Linked DNA regions of Oryzias latipes: region 2 is linked to region 1. A link is a contact called in public Hi-C data. All regions are on one chromosome and are shown on one strand. The core of a region is the stretch at or near the end of the contact, and the rest is flanking DNA. Distances in the headings are between cores, read along the strand shown.

Region 1 (4,204 bases), core at 472-2,971:
ATCATGGAGGAGAAATTCATAATTGCACCTGGGCGGAGTTATTTAACACAAAGTTTCTCATATATTAGAAGAAAGAAAAGGCCTGGAGCAAGATTTGCTCAGTTTGCACCGCTTCAACGTTTCTCACCAACTGTAGGTGGTGGATGTGCACTAGTAAACAGTAGCAAACGAAAAAGATGAAGAGGCCTCTCCCTGCTTGTCCATATGCTAAATATGCACTGCCCGCTGTGAACATAGCATCAGGTAAGACATTCAAAATGAGAAATAATAAGGAGAAAAAGGTAACCATCCGCTCTGAGGTTTCAGAAAACACCTCCTTTCTCCTCTTCTTTTACCTACAGGAGTCTAAACCAGGTCCACACCTTTCTTAAATTAGAGTTTTGGGGGAAAGCTCAAGCTGTCCAAAGAAATGTCCCCCAAAAACTGTAAATAAATAGAATCAGAATGAAGCAGTGAGGTGTGACTGAGAGGTGCAGGTAGAACAAGCCATGCGCCTGGCTGGGGATGATCATTTCTGAGCTCCAACTCACCTGTGACATCTGGGGTCTGAAATTGATCTCCTTCAGGTCCACTGACCCGGGAGAGAGGTTGTGCAACATCTGGCACAGAAGCACCCCGTCTCTCAGAGCCTGTGCCAAGTCGAAGACGGCCGCTGAGGGCCACACGACCCGGTGGTTGGGGGGCAGCACCTTGCAGTCTATCAACCACCGCCCGCACTGCCTCCACTCCTCCATCTCTGCTCCGGGGAGAGGGGGGGCTGGATCTCCTCGAAGGCAAACCCGAGTCTCTGGAAAGCAGCGGGTCAGGCAGGGCGCACCAGCAGGAACGACGCTCGGTGTCTCACCGGAAGTCTTGATCATTCACTATCTGCGCCGCAAAGTTCCCAACTTTGCGTGTTAACAGCTGCGGTGAGCCCTCTGCGCGCGCATGTTCAGCTCTGCTGTGCTCGCGGCAAAGACACGACTCCGCTCTAAAGCAGCGTTTTTCTTCTCTTCATTCTCAAAACTTTTTTCCAGCAAATTCTATCAACGACGACTGGATGGAGACAAATCATGCAAACAGCTGGAAGCAGGGTTTTTTTTCTTCCTTAAAACAATGTCGACTTCTCTACTCACATCAAACAACAGTCAGTACTAGTGAGGAGAAAAAACGGTCCAAGACTTGTTAGGAGCTGAACAAAGCCAAGAGTCTCCTACACAATTTGCATGTCAAGTTTCGTCTACGCAAAACGACAAGTTCCAGTTAATTCCGAGAGGAAAATTTTGAATTAAGAACGCTAAACTGAAGAGCACTCTCACGATACCGTGTGTCCTTTCTTTATTTAAAAAAACAAAACACACGCTCCGGTGTGGCGCCTAGGCTTCGGTAAGGGGTTCAGGAGACCACAGGAGTCCGCGTTTGTCCCGCTGAACGTCACGTCAACGCTACTTTGCCTCGCGCCTGTGCGCACGCGGCTGCACGGAGCGGGGCTGTTGTGAGGGTTTCCCCCCTCTTCCGTTCTCCTTCTGGCTCCGAGGTTCCCTTGTGCACGGAGATGTTCCGCGGTCCAAATCCCGCTCTGTCCGTATTTTACTCATCCACGCTTCAGGTTCGGACCCGACTGAGGAGCTGTGGAGCTGCCGGTTCTCTCCCACGTAGTTACAAATCGAACAGCGTGTCTGCACTTTACTAAAGTGTCCACATTCGCTCCAAGAAATGGGAGTTTCAGGGAGTAGTTTGGGTTGGAGCTGGACAATTGAGCATCGGGGTAGCGCCCTCTATTGGCTGAAAGGCATTCAGCAGGCTCCCTGCGTTTGTTTTGGTTTGTTTTGTTTTATTTGGATCATAATTCTTTTTTTGTGGGGTTTGAGCTCACACCGGTCACCAAAATATCTAAGACATATTAAATTATAAAGGCTTGTGAGATAAACAAAGCCTTTAACTAAAATATAGAAAACAAATGTAACAATCAGTCTTCAGTGGAAATAAATAAGAAGTTACAAGAAGTACATATTTGTATAAAGTACTCTTGATAGTAATTTAACTTCACTATGCTTATTAAATTTAATTGAGTATATTTTTATGTAAAAAACTACAATTACTCAATTACGATGAACTGTTTTTATTATTTTTTATTACATTTGCAAATTATTCTAGGAACAGCAAAATAGTGTCTCTTAAATAAAGGCATCAAGTATAAACATTTATACCTATAGACATTGATACTAAGATTTAGCTTTGAAAATAACTACATGAACTCTTCAGCAAACCTGGTGGTTTGTGTCATACTGTAGGGAAAAACAAAATATTAAACATAGGAAAAAGTTACAAAATTTTGTTTTTCTAATTTATACTACAAATCGGTAAGAGCTTTGTTGTTGCCAAAAGGATTGTGAAAAAGGATGCTCCTTTTTTTTTAGGTAAATCAATGATTTATTTTAGGATATAAAAGTTTTAAATTTTTATCTAAAACCCAGATGTCTTTAAACTATCAAATACTTCAGTGGTTATATTTCACAAGCTGTTTTTATTGTCCTGTTCAATGAAATATTTGGATGGCTATATTTGACTTTTGTTTGAACAATATTTTGAATTAAAGCTACTCCTTTTTGAGTAAAATCTTTGGATCTTCTATCCACCTCTTCACCTTTGTAATCAAGTTGATTCTGATAAAATACTGTCCATGATTTAATGAACTACTAGAGTTGTGTGACAACATTCAAACTACTGTCACTATTTACTGTCATTTTAAAATGTGGCTTAATCATTGATTATATTGAAAGGCAAAGTGTAAGTTTAAAAACAGTGATGCACCGTGGAGCAGTGGTTAACACTCTCTCCTCACACTGAGAAGGCCCTGGTTTGAACCTTCCTGTGTGGAGTTTGTATGTTCTCCCTGTATGTATGTGATGGGAAATCCAGTTTCAGAGAGAATTTCCAGAGTTCAAAATTAGGCTTGATTTGAGGCACTGATTTCACAAAATTCCCCCTTAGTGTGAGTGTAAGTGTGGTTGTGTCCACATTTATTCAGGGCGTCCAAATCCACAATACAAAAATTCAGTGCCTTGGGAATTTCCCAGAAGTCTTAGCAAAAATAAAACACTGTGCATTGATGCTTATTAGATCTGCAAATATATACCACAATGCATAGGGCTTGAACGATGTGTCATTTAAAAAAAAAGTTATTTATTATTTATAAACCATCCAAGTTTTCTTCATCAAAACACAGTAGAGTCATAAATAGTCTTTGTTAAATCTGATCATATATATGAGTTTTCCACTCATATTTGCCATTTAAAAAAGTAGTAGGCATTTAACCTAATTACATTGCAAGGCACTAGATAATTCTGCACTTTATAGGCACCACTCTAGGGAGTAGTGAGTTCATTCGGACATAGCCCAAGTGTGTGGCCCTGCAGCATACTGGCTACCTGTTCAGGGGGTACCCCCTTTCACCCAACAGTAGCTGGCTCCAGCAACCCCGTGACCCGGAAAGGGATTCAGCAGGTACAGAAGATGAGATGAATACATGAATAAAAATTTAACCAAATCTATGGATCAATCAGGTAACTTCAATGTAAACACCAGATCTGAGGGACTAAAAAAAACACATTAGACACGAGAATTGTTCCTCTTTATCAGCAGCCAGATGCTGATAACTCAAACAGAGCAACCAACATTCTTACATCCAAAGTGGCCTACATCTTTAGTTAATTGAAGATCTTTTACTCTCTAATAAATACATTTCCTACGGTGAGAGCAGGACAAAGACAAAGCCATCCTAAATGTCAGCAAAGCTGACCATTTTAATCAAAGGAATAAACATCCTGCTTTTGTAATCCTTTTCTGCAATATTTACTTAAACTCAGGAAATGGTTATTTGATACACGTAGTTCAGTGTTATTCATTTAAACACCTTAATTTGTTGAGAATAAGCAGCAATACATGCGGACATTACTCTCATACACTTTAAACTCATACCCAACCTTAATATGAAAGCAGAAAGAATTGAACATTTATGTGTATGCTTAAAAAAACGTTTTGTGTTCCAAGTCCATTTTCAAAACACACCCTCAGAAACAAACTTCCACAAAAAAACTTTCTAAAGTCTTGGACAAAGATCCAAAATTCCTGCATGTAGGGAATTTGCTGTAACTGTCATTGGCTATTTTTCCTGTTTTTTTTTTATCAGGAAGTGTAATATGTTCTGGAACGGTCTGCACTT
Region 2 (4,120 bases), core at 1,505-4,004, 120 kb before region 1:
CGTAGATTTAACAGATGTTTCATATTAATGAAAAGCACTTATAAAATCAGTCTCCTCATGTGTGTTTTGTTTTCCCACGTTGTACCCAGATTCTTTGTAACTCCTCAGACTCTCTATAGTTTCCTTCAAGTCGACTGACAGTCATTAAACATAGATGATTTGTTTTTATGCTCCATTGTTGGTTTAACTTCACTCCTATCCTTTGCTGCACTCTCCTCTTGCTCTCTCTGTCCAACTACAACATCATCTGACACCCAGATTCGCTTCATGCAGGCAAACGGGACAGGCTGAAAGCAGACAGTCCACATAGTAGACCCACTTTGCTACAGATCCAGCCAGCTTGCATTTACTAATGCGGTGTAGAAGACAAGCAGCTGTGCAGCATCAACAGCTGAGTAATTAATAAAGTGATCATTTCACTAGACAGAGACTTCAGACTCTATGGTGCAATGGCTGGCACCCATCCCGGGTTTCTATGGTGACTAAGATCTGAAAAACATGAAGATCTAACGTTGTGTTGGACGACAACTTCAATTAATGAGACAGAAATACTTTTTCTGACAAGTGTGCAGATGATGTCCTACATCATCTGCACACTTTTGAATGTCACCAGAGAGCGGTTTGGTGAGAACATTTCTTTATGACAGTGACATACCTGATATTCTCTCCAGTAGGGCTTGCAGGCAAGCCTCAGGCATGTTTTGTTGAGTGTTTATCCTCTGCACAGGCCCTCCATCAGACAGAGGGGATAAGGGTGGCTATCGCTGACAGAGTATCATATCTCAGGTCATAAAAAAGAGAAAATGAGACCCTGGGTGACCATAATGTTGAGCTGGAAAAATATTGGCCTCACCCAGTGTGCCCTGCTCAATCGATACAGTTACCAGCACGAAAAGGCTTTGCTTTTGGAAACAGATTCACCATCGGGGTTTTGTGTGTAAATGTTTGTTTGTGAAGCAGAGCCAGAGCTTGATTGAACTGGATAAAAGCAAACTAAGGGACATTTGAAGTTGGGACTAATTAAAACCCTGCAATTAAAGGGAGAACAACAACTGCAATCCTAAATAAAGTTATTTTGAATGTTACTTCAAGTGACAAAACAAGGGATTAACAGTTACACTGGCTTGTAAAGCAAAGACAATTAAAAAAAAAAATCATTTTCATCCCTGCAAAACCTAACAAAAATGTATCATGTATCTCCTGCATTTATGACTACAAATTTGCTGTTTAATAGAAGATGGCAATTGGAATGGCATTGCCTCCTGTAATATTCTCCATTATCTCCATTATCTCTGTGATTGGCTAAAAAGGGCTGCAGCTTTATTTCACTGCAGGGTTTCGCTCTGAGTGCGATCAACATAATCTCTTTAAGTGTTTTGGTGAAACACTTTTGTCGCCAGAGTGGAATCTGTTGTATTTCTGTATTCATCTGAAAACAAAACCCACCATGGTATTGCATAGAAAGGTCCGTTTCAACACTCTCCCTTTAAGTGAGCGTGCGACAAAGCAAACAAACCTCGCAAATCAATTAAGAGTGTGCTGTGTTTACAGATGCACTCAGTGTTTAAAGAACTGTGTGTGCCTGTTTGTTTTATTACTGCATTTCTCTAATAGGTCACAGAGATTATTCCGCTATTACAGCTCATTTAGATGGTCATTTATGTGTTAATCCTGAATCAACACAAGACCAAACAGCAGACAGGAGGCAGCGCCGCTCTGGATCCATTTCACGCAGGCTGCAGAAAAAAGTGCTGCAGAGCATTTTCTAACCGCCCTCACAAACGGAATGGAGCTTGTTTTTGGTCAAAAGTGCTACAACTCACCAGATTTGAAGGAAGTGGCATTCCTGCAACATACTTAAATAATATTTAAAAAAATATTTTTTTAAATAAGGAAATTCCAGAACAAGATTACTCTAGCAGATCTCAGAAAAAGGTTTAAAAGCCCTACTCCAATCATTTTTTGATCTATTGTAAAAGTGTTCCCAATGGTCTTTTAATTATGATAAGTCAAAATTAAAAAAAACTGTCATTTACTTGGACATAGTTTCTGCAGAGCAGCAGTAGTTTATTAGAAATTCATCTGAGTTGCACAGCATCCCTGTCCCGATCCATGTGTGACACACTATCCTGCTAGCTTACGGCCCCTCAAACCCCTAACCTAACATTAGCTAACATAAATGGCAAATAATATCAGAGCTATCCAGCCGTACAGTTTTGAGCCAAATGCCAACTCAAACAAAGACGTACACAGATCTAGTTGTCTATAAGTGGATGCATCTGAATGGAGAAGAGCAGGGAGTTTGTGGCCTGGCCAGGTACTATCACTGTTGCATTTATGCATCAATTAAGTTTAGATCAATCTTTTTCAAACAGCCTTTTTTTGTCTGCTCCTAATTCACGATTCAGATTAATTTAAATTTCATTTAAATAAAAAGAAAAAAGAAAAAGTTCAGTTTTACCTTCATTTCTGTGAAAATGTAACAGTTTGAAATACCAAAAAAGTTGTGAAAAGTTTTCTATTTGTGAAAATAGAAAAGTTTGTCAATATTACTTTCAAATTATGACCAAAGAAATACACAGAAACCTGTTTTAAATTAGGACAAAGTTTGTGGCCTCCTCATAGTACAGTTAGAACCTCTTTTTTATTTAATTTACAACAGACTTTGCACAATGCGTATTTGTTGTCCCCCGTGTGAGGCCTGCCATTAGTATCCAGCTGTCAACAGACAACATGTAGCACACGAGGGGTAACCATGGCTCACCGGGGGCTTCTGTGACAACAGAATGAGAGAGGCCCGTCACAGTTTTAGGCCAGAAAGGGCACGGCGGATCCTACAGCTCAGCCCATGCTGGCGTATTCCCCTGGAGGCAGCAGACTGAGAGACACTGAACTCTGCTCTTGTTCCATGACAAGGACAAGCCCCAAGTGAGGTCATCCCTTTATGTACACCTGAGGTTCTTCTGCAGTTTTCCTAGGCAAAACTAGGCCATGCAAAGTGTGTTCACACAAAAAGAGGACACCGGGATGCAGTGAGAACGTTGAGGCTAATGTACAGGAAAAACAGGGTTAAAAGACATTCCAAACCTTGATTTATGTATCTTTGAAAATCATTACACATCTATTCTTTGGAGAGAAAAAAAACTAATATTGCTGCATTATGATTAAGAAAATATGCATCCACATAAAGATTAAGTTTAAAAATCTGGCAATTTAAATTTCATCTTGTAACATTTAATACATTCTTAAAAAAGCACAAGTCTTGTTGACAAGCTTGAAAAATACACATTAACCGTATTATTACTGACAGCAACAAAGCATATAAATCTATGTGGACCTTTTTCTTGGGGCTGAAAATTATAGTGTGTCATTGATCTCCAATTCATAGTTTTCCACACACAATGGTCCCCTATCTCCAAGACAGAAAATAAAAGTGAAGCAAAACAAATGCAGCCACTATGTGTTGGGTAAGCCTGAGGTTATCGCCTCAGAAATATCTATTCATTCTCAGCCACCAGGAACCTCGCAAATTACACATGCCGGCAAATAAAGAGGCCGAGTGAATACATTCACAGTCACGCACTCAGAGATAATCCCCAACCGCCAGAGGTGCAAAATCTGATCAGCATTTAAGTGATGGTCTTCATAAACGTGGCACCAGAGCCTGCAAGGCAAAGCAGTCAGTGACAAAGCTCTGGGAAACTCACAACTGATTGATTCGGCAAACGGAGGTCAATCAGAAATGTCAGAGATCTGTGTCTCGAGGACAGGTGGAAATTAGCTATTTTGCAGACCTCCTCTGCTGGGAGAATTTTCATCTCCATCTTCTACAACCATGACTGACAGATTCTGGATGTGGACGTGTGGTATAACTAGATGAAAAAAGCCAAGCTGCATAAATGTGATGAATGAGGCACACAAGGGACAACAAAAGTTGAGCGTAAATAAAATTTGGTAGCTAACAGTCATTTTTGTGACCATATTGGTTATGTGCATACAGCCATGTGATTGTTTAGTTGTTTAACATGCAGGCCCATACATGCGGACTTCATTTTATGCATTTGCCTGCATGCATATGTGTGGTCTCATTAGATAGGGCACATTTTATCCAGAGGATAAA

The links. A called contact is a pair of places that touch in the nucleus more often than the background predicts.
Region 2: a contact with region 1 is called in a Hi-C map of gastrula embryo, with 1.6 times the contacts expected there. The contact joins the enhancer-like site here to the promoter of vav2 in region 1. A contact is called at or near these places in 3 of 5 Hi-C or Micro-C datasets (embryo, fibroblasts and gastrula embryo).

What each region holds. Positions count from the first base shown.
Region 1 is chr12:23,046,641-23,050,844 of ASM223467v1, reverse strand. vav2 (guanine nucleotide exchange factor VAV2) reads right to left here and starts at 1,721. Exons shown (of 30, transcript XM_020707823.2): 1 at 531-1,721. The coding sequence starts at 860.
Region 2 is chr12:23,164,830-23,168,949 of ASM223467v1, reverse strand. The region is part of intron 2 of vav2 (guanine nucleotide exchange factor VAV2); the gene reads right to left. Among protein-coding and RNA genes, the nearest start is that of vav2, 120 kb to the right of the region's middle. Within about 2 kb of position 2,754, at least 3 of the 8 cell types and tissues checked have an H3K27ac peak or open chromatin away from gene starts, as enhancers often do. A contact at or near this core is called in gastrula embryo, where this site is marked.